2 separate regions of the Triticum aestivum genome follow, and region 1 is linked to region 2. A link is a contact called in public Hi-C data. All regions are on one chromosome and are shown on one strand. The core of a region is the stretch at or near the end of the contact, and the rest is flanking DNA. Distances in the headings are between cores, read along the strand shown. Region 1 holds the start of LOC123191842. Region 2 holds the start of LOC123190179 (myosin-2 heavy chain).

Region 1 (6,525 bases), core at 1,808-4,307, 260 kb after region 2:
GAATTTGACACACTGGACATATTTGCATGCTATGTATAGATTATTTGTGCTATTTTGTTTCCGAACTTTGATGAATATCAGCCGGTTTGCATGTCCGCTAATTCAAAACCCGGCTTGAAATGAGGAGGAAATTTGTGGGTCGCCATTGGAGATGCCCTAATGCGGCAACGTTTGAATAATTTATCCAAATGCATTAGAGGATCTACAAACAGACCCCATATCCGCCCTAAACGCCCGGGCAGACTGCCTGGTCAGTGTCCGGATGAAAAAACGTCATCCAAATGGATGCTTCGTATCCGGTCCAAACACCCAGTCTGACCGACACTTCCCATATCGCATGCCACGTCGGACTGACCACTAAGGCCCGCGCCAATTCAGTCATATTCTCCCCCCCCCCTCCTTGCCTGACCAGTCCTCTCCTCCTCTCTATTGTTGGCCCTCATCCACAGAGTCGTCACCAGAGTTCCGCCGGCATCGTTGCTCCGCTGTCATCCCCAACCTAGGGCTTAGCCACCGGAAGCCGCAATCCACACCGCCGCTGACCGTGGTTCTCCACCACCGAACGTCATATCGATACGTTCAATTCTCCCATATATACACCTCGCGCTCTACGTGTTCGGTGAAGTGACAGAGCTAGATTTTGATTCTTTCGGTCATCATTTCTAGGTCATTCAATGGATTCATCATGGAATAATGGCTATGAGAACTCTGACCTTGATGAATTCTTATTCAACGAGTTCATCGCCTCGTCGGATTTGTGGAGTTGCGATAATGTGCGAAGTGGAGACACTTTGGCGGCTCATGACATGTTTTGTAATCTTGCACAACATGATTGTCGAGGATGAGGATGAAGGGCCAGCACGCACACATGATATTGAGAAGCCCAGAACTCATGTTCGCCTCCTGGAACAAGGGGCAGAGAGTATTGCAAACTTTTTGGAAAAGCATCGACAATTGCGAGATCAACATGTGCATGTTGAATGATCTTGTGGAGCATATGCGGGTCCACACTGGAAATCAGTAAACTTTGCTTTTAGTTTATCAATTATGCACTATGAACAATATTTATGTTTGAACTATGTATTCTTAAGTACACACAATTTGTATTTATGTGCATTGAATAATATTTGGCCAAGATCATCGGCGTGCATGTGTTTGCGTGTATTTGATATTTTTGAAATAGGGATTATGGTTGCAAAACGCATTATTTGAGAGTCGTCCGGTCACTGTCCACGGGTGTGTCTGGACGAGTCCGCGGACGTATAGGGACCCGTAATTGATAATTCTGGTTGTAGATGCTCTTCTCAGATTCGCAATTGAGAAACCCATACACAACTTCAAAATAATCTGGTGTAGCACTTGTGGGCGGTTCATATGAACAATAATAGCATATGTAAGAATGTGTTGAATTTAAATTTGAGCCAATTTATTTCAAAACTGTATTACGATTGGGTTGTGGAATATTTTTGCATTAAAACATTTCTCTTTGGATTATTGATGCATTGTGCTACTTATGATTCTTGATGCTTTGGAATATTTGGAGGCGTCCGTTTGACGAAGGCCCCTTGGATATGCCCTTAGAATCTGTAGGGATGTTTGGTTCGACGCGACCATGCTCTGTTCAACATAATCAGAAGTTCAACCATGGTTAGTGGACCAATGTTTAATAGTCTTTGGCGCAAGAATAGTTCACAGTTTTCTACATCACGAACAGTGTCCATTCCGGTGCACTATTACCATCTGGCAGCGAGCAGATTGTTCTCTTCACAGCCGATGTCATCATCGCCGACGACATTATGATCATCCTCGTCGTACAAGTTAAAAGAGACGGCATCGCCTGGTTCTTGTTGGATCGGATCCGGCCGACACTCTCTCCTCTCATGGATACATCTCACCAGCTGAAAAGGGTTCCGAGCGAGACAGTTCGGTGCTATCCGTCATTCAACTTATAATCATATACGGCATGAAAAAGCAGGAGCTGATAATGGCCGTGCTGTCAGTGCCCATTAGAGTACAAAACCCAAACTATAGCGCCCAAACACTAGTACGAGCTAGCTCAGCTAAGCCAGCTTACGAGCATGGAGTGGTAGCTGAGCATTTCCCATGTACACTGCGTACGTACCAAGGATGCTTGGAGAGCAGGTTGACGATAAAGTTTCCTTTATTCTTTTGAAGAACCTAGGTTGACGCTCAAGCTAGCCAGGTTAACACCGGAAATGTATTTTGGAAAAAAAAACACCGGAAATGCATCGCTCGGCCTTCATTCCAACAACCGTCAGACCATGTTTAAAAAACAACAACAGCCATGAGCCCGTGAGCCCGTTCAGACGGCCCGGCATGCGTACTCGGCTCGTGGCCCAGCTAAGAGCGACCTCCTGGCCTGCTGCCCAAGCGCCCCCAGTGGCCCAGTCCATGACTTATTGCAGTGACAAATTTGTTGACGCGGAAACCTTTCCCCCGTGGCCATGGGCGCAGTGGACTTCGGACGCCGGACGGCGCTGCCCGCCTCGCCTACGCACGCCTGCGTTTCCGCAAGGCACGGAGGAAACCGGACGGCACTCCGGCAGTGGCACGGTGTCGCGAGGAACACACGGCGTACTGTCGCATTGATGGGCCATCGGGCATTCCGCAAGGCACGGAGGAAACACGGCCATGTGGCCATGGAAGAGAGTCAAAGCGCGCGTAGGCGTGTGCCGCCGTCCTCCATCCTCAGCCGTGCCCGTGGGCGATCGAGGGAATGCACGGGAATCGCAACGGCGGTGCAGGCGCACACAGCAGCACAGCACGTGACCGCACGCACGCGGCGGCGGGCCGAGGGGGAGGCAGCCAGGCTGCCGGACTGACGACGGCCAGTTGAGCTCCACCGACCGGCGCCTTCCGCGAAGTCACCACCCTGGACCCTGCTGCCACGGACACCGCACACCTGCGATCCGTCGTCTTCCTATAAAATTGGAACAAACCACCTTCACTTCACTTCACTTCACCTGTTCACCCAGTAGATCGTGCACCGGTATTTCGATCAGCGGATCGATCGCCAGGAGGAGATCGATCGAATCGATGGTGGTCGGCGGCGCGCGCTGCGCCGCGGTGCTACTGCTCGCCTTCGCGGCAGCCCGAGCTGCCCCCGACGTAGATGGTGAGAGCATCGCCAAAGCTACTGCACTGTTTACATCTTGCCTGCATCCATGAGTGATTAGTCGTTCGTTAAATGCGATTGCCGTCTAGCGATCGACCGTCACTTGGTTAGGTAGTTCGAACGTCTTTGGTCATGTTCGCATACATTCTAGCTACGTGTGTTGCAAAGATGCATAGGAAATACCCGTCTATTGTCTCAGTTTTTTCTTAACAATCTATTGTCTAAGTTTAATTACCATTCTGTGCTAGCCATTGGATGCCACACTGCCGACTGGGGACGGCAACCTTTTCCATACACAATTCTTTTCAGTTACTTACAGTTCGACCCAAATCCAAATGGGTCGCATTTTCCCTTCTTTCTCCTGTATCATGGCCGCCACCTTTACCTTGACTCGCAACTCCAACCATGTCCCCCCCCCCCCTCCAGCTCGTCAGAAATCTTGATCGACTGTGCTTTTTTTTCGCGAATACGCAAAGCTTGCATATCATTTCATTAATAGGTAGGAGAGAACAAGAGTAACATAGATAAAAGAGGGGGAAGTGGGAAAGAATACAACACAGCATACACTCTCCTAGCTCAAACTCCAGCCAAGGAAGGCGAGGAGACAAGACCCAGAGCACCTAGACCGCGTCACAACCATCACAAGGCACCACCGTCGCACGGCCACCGCTCCAAGACAGACCAAATCAACGTACCCCCACCTTAAGCGCCTAGAGGAGTTGGCAAGTGGGAAGCAGGATTTGGCTGAACAGGAGGAAGAAGCCATGGATGAGGCACCGACAATGTCGTACATTGCGCCCCGAATGCCCATGCCCTGAGAAGCAGCCCAAAACCAAGCTTGGCGTCCACCATCTTTAATTCCAACACTGGAGACGCCACGAGCAACCAAGACCGCGCCTTCAAGAAGGATACGACGTCGGGATGCCGCCGCTGTCCGATCTGGTGAACCAGACCTGGGGGTTTCCCCCGGTGCGCGAAGCGGGACACAGACAAAAGACCATGGCAGCGCCTTCAACAAGGACACGGCACCCGCAGGTGTCGCCACCGCCAGCAACAGCAAGCTGAGCAAGGATTTCCTATGTCAAACCTTTTTTCCTTCTTTTTCATGAATACGCAAAAGTTGCATATCTTTTCATTGATAGAAGAAGGATAGCACAACATGGGATAACAACAACTCACTAAGCCATGTACACAGAGAGGCATGAAATTGAGCTCGTAAAATGACAGACGTGGGGTTGCTCAGCCCCAAAAGACCTCTCAGATTAGCCCTTGGGGATGGTGTTTTGGATTCCGATGGGGCAGGCCCTCCTATGTCAAACTTCACTAAATCTAATAAAATGTTAGCAAATTTGAAGATCTAGCTTTGATTTATGTCAACCTTTTTAAAATTTGAAAGTCTATAGAAAAATGTGTCAAGATAATTGAATTTGTGGTTCAACCAGTTACTCCAAAAATTCAAACCGATGGAATGAGACGGGCGATATATTTCAAAACTCTTCCTCGCATCTAGGCCTTTTTGTAGTCATGCGTGGGATTGATGTGGGCACAAATATCTTCTTTTCTAATACCGTGTTAGCATTGTTTTGAACCCGAGACCTTTTAGCATCGATACCATATTGAATTAATGCTCCAATTATTTCATCCGAAAGTTTGAACTGATAGAAAGAGGGGACAATATATTTGCATATCAACAACATCAAATTAGTTTCATTATAATATCCATCACAAAATATACCGTTGTACTATGTAATACTTCCTCCGATCCATAATAAGGGCCCGTTCGGAAGCTCTTCGCTTCCTCGCTTCTCCGGAATAAGTGCCGCGGTTTTAAACTGACATTGAAGTAGCATATTTTTCATTTGGAACTGAAGGAGAAGTTCAACAATAGAGTACAACTTGATTTGATTTGGAACTGAGGGAGTACTCCCTAGAAAAATGCTGGCGTTGACTTGTAATTATTCGCACGATATCGTGCAAAAGGAATCAAACCAGGGTGCACAAAATTGATTCATCTATGAGTCGACGGAGTGTAAAAAAAGTACTCCTAACATTTTCTTGAAAATTGCCGGCATTGACCTGTTAGAACCACAGAGATCAAATCAGGGCTCTGCACTCTAACGTGCTGCGTACGGGTGGGTACATGTATGGTTCAGATTATTATGCAGAATGTCAACGCCTGAGATCTACTCTAGGTTGACGGTTCACTGCCTGACACTGACACATCATGCATGCCAATATGCCATCACTAATTTGTGCCCGCTGCATGCATGCATGCATGCAGGCCCGCTGCTGAACGGCAACTTCGAGTACCCGCCGAACAGGTCGCAGATGAACGGCACGAGGGTCACGGGCGCGCACGCCATCCCCTACTGGAAGGCCGCCGGCCCCGTGGAGTACGTCGAGTCGGGGACGGACCGGCCGGGCGACGGCATGGTCCTGCCGGTGCCGGAGGGCGCGCACGCCGTGCGCCTCGGCAGCGGCGCCTCCGTCCGGCAGCAGCTCAGCGTCACCCGCGGCGCCCGCTACTCCGTCACCTTCAGCGCCGCGCGCACCTGCGGCCAGTCCGAGCGCCTCCGCCTCTCCGTCGTCCCCGACGCCGCCGCCGACGCGCCCGGCCGGGAGCTCCCCATCCAGACCGTGTACAGCGCCAGCGGCTGGGACTCGTATGCCTGGGCCTTCCACGCCGAGCGGGGCGTCGTCACGCTCGTCATCCACCACAGCGACGACGGCGGCGGCGCGGAGGACCCCGCCTGCGGGCCCCTCGTCGACGCCGTCGCCATCAAGACCCTCCACCCTGCCGCCGAGGCCGCCGGCGGCAACCTGCTGAGGAACGGGGGCTTCGAGGAGGGGCCGTACGTCGCCCCGGGGTCGACGTGCGGGGTGCTGGTGCCGCCCATGGGCGAGGGCGCCGTGTCGCCGCTGCCCGGGTGGATGGTCATGTCCTACTCCAAGGCGGCCAAGTACGTGGACGCGGCGCGCCACGCGGTGCCCGGCGGATCGCGCGCCGTGGAGCTGGTGGCCGGCGTGGAGGCGGCGCTGGTGCAGGAGGTGGACACCGTGCCGGGGAGCGCGTGCCGGATGGAGTTCTCCGTCGGGGACGCCGGGGACGGGTGCGTGGCGTGCGGGCCGGAGCTGCAGCCCATGCGCGTGGTGGCGGCGGCCACGGGGGCGCAGGGGACCGCCGCCGTGGAGTACCATTCCCGGGGCACGGGCGGGCGCGCGCGCGGCGCGCTGTCGTTCACGGCGGAGGGGAGCCGCACGCGGGTGGTGCTGTATAGCTCCGGCTACCACACCATGTCCGACGGCAGCGGCTCGCTCTGCGGGCCCGTCGTCGACGACGTCTCGCTCGTCTGCGCTTAGAAGCCGCCGCCGGATGCTGCGTCGCTAGC
Region 2 (6,839 bases), core at 2,459-4,958:
CTTCTTCTTCAAGTAGAAGAGTTTTAGATGCCGAGGAATCCAGAGAAGATTGCAATTCATTCATCTTCTCCTTGTATGCCTCTGCATTGTTCACTGCTTCTTCAAACTGCTTTTCTTTTTCTGCTGAAGAAGCTGCTTCTTGTTGGACCTGCTCTTCCAGCAACTTTACTTGTTCACTTGAAGTGGCTAATTTACTCTCAGATTCACTGAGCCGTTGCTCAAGATCAGAGCATTTCTTCTCCGCAACTTTCACATTCATGCTAGCCTCTTCCAGATGCGACTTCAAAGCCTCTTCAGCTGCATGTAGTGCCTGAATCTGTGCTTCAAGTTCAAGAATCTTCCCGTTTGCATCTTCAGCAACAGCTTTGGACTCACCATGCTGCTCATTGATAGATTTCAGATTTACCTCCAGTTCTTCTTTATGCGACAATGCTTCTGACAGGAGCAACTGTGCTTTAGCATGCTCCTCTTCAGCCTGACGTAGCATGGAGTCTCTCTCTGATAGTTTTGATTCAGCGTCAACTAGAGTCCCTTTGAGAGTTTCATGTTCATCCTTTAATTCATCGAGCCCAGACTGCAGGTTGAGTATCTGCGACTGTTGCTTCTCCAATGTAGCTTCACTTGTCTCTTTTTCCTTCACATGCTCTTCCAGTTTTATCTCCATTTCTTGCAAACTCAGAAGCTTCGCTTGTAACTCTTCATTCACGGTGGCAAGTTCAGTCTCTAGTTTAAGGCTCTTTTCCTTCAAAGATTCTTCAGATGAACAATGGAGACTCAACTCTTCAGTGAGCTTACTGATGTCAGCATCCTGCGAGGCAAGCTTCTGCTCCAAATCATCCACTTGTGATTTTGACAGTTCAAGTGCTTCTTGCACCATCTTGAATTGTGACATTGTGGTATTCAGTGATTCTTCTACTTGCTGATGGTCAACAGCCTTATCCTGATGTCCCTTTATCTCTTCCTGAAGATTGTTAATCTGGTTTTCCATCTCTTTCATGTTCAACTGAGCCATTTCCAGCATCTTATCAAGTTCCGCAGCCCTTTTCGCCTCCTGTGCAGCATGCAAGCTCCTTTCATCCTTCAGCTCTTCAAGTTTGTGGAGCTTATCAGCTGATGAACTTAACTCAGCCTCAATTTCTTGAATCCTCTGTTTCGAGATTTCAAGCTCAGACCCCAGCTCGCTCAGTGATTGTGTTGCATCAGCCAGCTCTTTATCCTTCTCAGTGAGAGACCTCTGTGCTTCTTGTAGGGAATTGTATTGCACTGTCTGCTTATTTTCTGCTTCTGTCATGTCCTTCATCAATTTTTCCTTTTCAGATTCAAGCTCTTCAATGCGCATTGATAGTACTTTCAGTCTTTCTGTTTCTTGGTTGAAGGTGGCAGATTCTGAAGTTTTTTCATCCTCTTTGGGACTTGCCTTTGTCAAAGGTGAGACATCATCTACCAGCTCAAAACCATCGGATCCTGTTCCATCATCATCATCATTGGGTGTTTCCTTCACATGCAGATTCGAATTCCCGTTTACTAATTTTTCTTTGTCATCGTGTACCTAAGACATTGGCATTGTCAGAATACATTGGCATATTTGGAATTTCAAATCTAATAATAACCAAGTCATCATTGAAAAATAAAGTCCTCATTGAAAGAAAAGTACTATTGCAACCATGAGATTCTATTAATCTTGAGACTTCAAGCATTTGTTTTCATCGAGATTTTTCTATTCTCCACACTCCGCATTTTTTTCAATGCAGTAGATGCAAAAATTTAGAACATTGGTCTGAAAGTTATGCTGATCATTGACACCACACAACAATTCTCAATACTAAATGTGATAGTATAGTAAAACATAAATGTTTTTTCGTGCCTGCCAATTATCATCGACCACAGATTCTACATATTCAAATGTTTCTTTTTATGAAAGGGGTCACTTGGCCCCCGTTTTCATTACAGAAAATGGCATATTCAAATGAATGATATTCAAGTACTAGCAGTGACCAATGTATGAATTGACAAATGACTAAAGTACTGAAGACAACAATATATTTCAGTCACCCAGCCAAAACATGCTCAGAAACTACACTTTTTCTTATCTTTTTTGGCATCAAGAAGTATTGGACGCCAAATAACAAAACTGAGCATGAATAAAACATATTAAGAAAGTAACAAGATATGCACACATCACTCATTTCTGTAAGTACGCTGGAATCTCGAACATGCACTAGACTTCATGGATGAATGTTCTCCTTACCAGAATCGTATCAGGCGACTTAAGACTGGTCGTCTCCCCAGAGCTTACTTGCGCCGCCTGTTCTGCTTCCATCTCGGGCCACTAGCTTAGTATTCGTTTCTGCCATTCACAACAAGAAAATACTGGCATCAAATACTCACATCATCAATGAGTATACAGGCATCAAGATAATGTGTAATGATGATGTAACCCACAAATGGGATCCAATCAACGCGAGCCAAAAAGGGTGCAACAGTCTCCCAAAAACAGGCTGAGTGGGGGTAAAGTAAACAATTGATTTTGTGTACAGACTACTTCACTACAGACTGGACACAGAGGAAAGGCGACAGCTCGGATCCAACTATTCGTTGTTATTTTGGCAAAAGCAAACACAATGATATCGTAAAGAATTTCATGATCTCTTCTTCCTGTATACATAGCCTACCACCTACCAGTCAAAGGCAGTACCAACTCCACACAAGGCCAATCAGGACCAGAATTATGCTACACGCACAAGGATCCGATCCGATCGATCAACAAGTGGCCGTCTAAGTATATATTTTTTTCTCTCCCAAAACTCTGATCCGAGCTCACACTGAATTTTGCAGAACAAGCGGCTCCCAGCCTACCGAACGCAATATCCACCAAATAGTCCAGCAACCGAGCCAGAAAAAGGCAAAAGACAAAAACGACAATTGGTGCCCACCAACCAGCCCTCCCTCCCACGGTCGCCGCCCCCTCCTCCTACCCCGAGCAGGGACGTGCCATCCGCAGCACCTCAAAGTCAAAAAAAAAATCCCGATCGATCGGACGCCCACAGCCTGATCGAAACAGCACGGTCCTCATCCACAGCAACAAACCCACCACCCTCCGCCCCGCCGCGAGCAGACGGGCGGCTGGCTCCGAGCGAAATCGTGTGCGGGAGCCGACCGAAATGGCGAAAGCAGAGGCGGGCAGCGGAGCAGCCGGAGGCGGCAGAATCGGAGCGATAATTTAAAAAAAAAAACTCCCCCAATCCACTCCGCGGGCGGCGACTCAGTTCAGGCGCCGGAAGGCGCCGCTCCAGAGGTGGAGGTCGGATCAAATGGCGTAACCAGTGCCTCCCCTCCCGCCGAGAACCAGCGGATCGCCGACGGGCCGTCGCTCGACAGACGCGATCAGATTCAAAAAGAAAAAAGAAAAAAAAACAGAGAGAACAAACACCGGAAAAATTACGCTCGCTAGTTAACCAGAATGAACAGGAGCTCACCTCGGATCGGGTGGCCGACGGAAGCTCCCGGCGGCCGAGATCCTCGCCCGTCTCTGCCTTTTCCGGCGGCCGTATCAGGCGGCCGCGGAGCAGACGCCGCGGCCAAATCAGCGAGGAAGTTCGAGAAAGAGAGGGGGAGATTGGAGCAGTGGGAGGGGGGAGAGAATCTTTTTTAATCTGGTTGGGGTTTTTGGGAAGCGCGTTGTATTTGCTCCTTCGTGGAGGGGTTTATATCTGCCTGCATACGTGCCGCTGAGTTGGCCTGGGCCCCGCCAATAAAGCCGGCGGGGGTTGCTAGCCTCACCGACCCCGTGCGCTCACCTCCCTCACGCTCGCTGCCCGGTGGGCCCCGGACTGCCTGGCCCCGCGCGTCGGTGGACGAGAGGGGATCAACCCGTGGGCGGCGGGATTACCGGGACGACACTCCGCGCGCAACAGCCTGCGCCCTGCGCGTGTTGGGGCCTTGCGGGCGGCGTTCTCGGGAGGGAGGGAATTTTGCAACGAGATCCCCCTGATGAAGCGTAAAAACTTCGCTGTTAGCCGCGGCCAGCGGAAGGTTTTGAGAAATCTCCGCCACCTTTTTCTTAATCTACCTTATTTACCGGCCAAAGAGTCGCAAGCACATTCAAACATCCATAAGAGTCTAGTCGCCCGTGTAGAAACGCACATTCAAATTCCTCTCGCTTTTCACCGTCGTCCACACTCCTGGGACCAACCAAAACGAAATCAAGCACACCAAGTCAGCAGCTCAATCGGTAAAAATAAACGCCAAGTCATTTTCGCATCCCCGCATCAAAGCCGTTTCCTTTCGGAGGACCGATTCTCCTTTGATGCTAGAGGTGTTTATCATCACGCTTTCCCTGATAGAAACTCACAATAACTCGGCGCACCGATAATGCACTCCTCCAAACTAAAAAAGTACTTCCACCGTGCACGTCTTTGTGGTTTTGGGCTACCTTGCAAGCTAATCCCTCCGTTCGTCCGCAAACAAGAACCTGCTATCGTTTTCATGTTGCCTCATGGCTTTGCCACCGTGATAGTGTTTCTCTCTTTGTCCTGATCACGCGAGTACAACCAATTGTTTTGGCAGTTCATTATATTTTGCACCGACATTTGTTCTCTATGTACTATGCCAGCTTTCTCTTTGCATCCGTGTGTTCACAAAGAAGATTAGTGTGTGTGCGTGTTGTAAGCGTCTGCTTTTGTACTGTGTTTCTCAACAAAACTTCTCTTAGTGATGACACGTAAGATATTTGTTGAGTTTTTTTCTTTTCACAAAGACCGGACTAGCCTGATATTGTCGATGACAGTTGGAATATTTTATACACGTGTCCCTAAGGACCAGATCCACGGAGTCGCATTTCATCGCTGCTGGACCCTTGAATAGATTTACAAAGCCTGAATGACACGCATTTTTGCTGCATTGTACGCAAGGTGAGAAACTCTAACCTCGCCGCCCCGAGGAGCCGACAAGAATATATGCCCGTGCTCCATTGAATCCGTTCCCGACAGAAAAATCGAGGAGGATCGGATCCCAAAAGACTGACTCGAATATGAAGCGCCACCATCGGCCTGAGTGCCACCCCTGCAAGGACTAAAACCATAACCTATAAACTAGTCGGAGTCCAGGCACCGAGATGCCCCTCCTCGCCACCTGTCACAAGAGAGATAGACAAATAGGAGGCGAATCCACGGGCTTGTCAATGGAGATCGAGGGGAGGAATACTTGACCCAAGTCGCCTTCGTGAGAGGGGAAGAAAAGAGTCGCACACATGTCTGTAATATTGAGCGATGAATAATAAAAAGAAAATAGCAGTGTGTCTCATTTTAATTATGAGATAACCTTTTAGCGCTTTAGATAACACTAGTATAACGCCCGTGCGTTGCCACGGGCTCTTTAAAATTTATAATCAGTATCTTTCATTTATCATCCCCTCATATTGGGTGATTATGGGGTGCTCTAATTAGAAACACAACAATCAAATATTAGGAAATTTCACCGAACGAACAACAACGAATAATACGATATCTATCAAACAAATAAAATGAGGTCATATTTTTGGTCCGTCATGCACTTCTGTTGAAAAGTGCCTATCCCTTTTAGAATCGACTTCGTGCTCAAAAGAACTCAAACTCCTATCCAATCTCGACTTCGTGCTCTTCCACTTCCATTGATAAAGATGGGACGTCAAGGGTTTCATCATGATGACCTCGAGCAGCCGCCGACATCCCTCCCCACATCTACCCCTACCCCCTGCTGCCGCTTGCACTGTCCTTGCTCCTCGAGGAAGCTAGGGACACAATGTTCTCTAGGATGGGCATGACCAGATCCACGAGGAGGCCACATTCTTCCATGGGAATCCAATCAAGCACACCACCCTCCGCAACCATCCAATCCCGGCCTAACAAAGTCAAGACCCGCCATCGATCCACAAATCAGGCTTGCCGCATCCAGGTTCACTGCAAGTCTGCGACGAGTCTGTAGTCGACATCTTGACTTTGGCTATCCCCACGGAAGAATCATCGGATCCTGCTTACTTTTACCATCACTTCGTCTCTTCCCAAGGCAGCGACACCACCCAGCCAATTACCACCACCACTTGCGGCTTGCCTACATAAAATCATGAGAAATCCCCACGGCGGTGCTGTAAGATCACCTTGGCGACCTCGACAGTGACCGACTGGTCTAAGATCTAAGCTAGCCGCTCTTTGTAGAAACCAATAGAAGTAGGCATGTGACTCAGATTTGTTCTTTGGTGTGCATGCGTTTCTTGCTGCCCACCAGCTCTTGTCTACAACTCGCCTATCTCTGTACCAGCTCTTGGTCTACAACTCGCCTATCTCCATGCTCGAGACGACCAAGCTCGATGCGCAAGCCGCATACGTCTGCTAGAGCTATATCCAGACCCTATGATTTTTGGGTCACTGGCACTATGGGTGCCAGGACCGGAGTCGCCCTCATCCACCAAGTGGATCAAGGAGGCCCACCACCTAGACTCTACATCGCAATATTTTGTGTTTTCCTATAAAAAGTAAAGAACCTTCTCTAATAAACGTAAATATAACATTTTGGTTTTATAGTCTTATCTTTCCTACACTCCAATACCAGAAGGATTTCTTGGTTTTATTTAATGACCTTCTTGAATGTCATTCACTTAGAAAGGTAGTAATACAATCTGTGATATTAAGGCAAATTATTAGTCATATTAAAGTGCAAAAGGCCCTATAGGAGTCAAAGCATGACTTTTATGGTTATACTGTAATTTGCAAGATCTGAGATTTATGCAAGTGTGCAATTAGAGAAGAGCCAATTAAATAGATTTTCACATTCAGAATAGTACGATTAGCAGTAGCACTTCAATT

The links. A called contact is a pair of places that touch in the nucleus more often than the background predicts.
Region 1: a Hi-C map of root shows a contact between it and region 2, with 9 times the contacts expected there. The contact joins the promoter of LOC123191842 here to the promoter of LOC123190179 in region 2. A contact is called at or near these places in 5 of 5 Hi-C or Micro-C datasets (leaf, root and an unstated tissue) and 1 of 1 datasets of contacts at active chromatin or transcription factors (leaf).

What each region holds. Positions count from the first base shown.
Region 1 is chr2A:680,565,060-680,571,584 of IWGSC CS RefSeq v2.1, forward strand. It overlaps LOC123191842, which reads left to right and starts at 3,058. Exons shown (of 2, transcript XM_044604419.1): 1 at 3,058-3,136; 2 at 5,418-6,525. The coding sequence starts at 3,058. The coding sequence ends at 6,496.
Region 2 is chr2A:680,307,787-680,314,625 of IWGSC CS RefSeq v2.1, forward strand. LOC123190179 (myosin-2 heavy chain) reads right to left here and starts at 3,709. Exons shown (of 8, transcript XM_044602778.1): 1 at 3,477-3,709; 2 at 2,249-2,347; 3 at 1-1,549. The coding sequence starts at 2,320.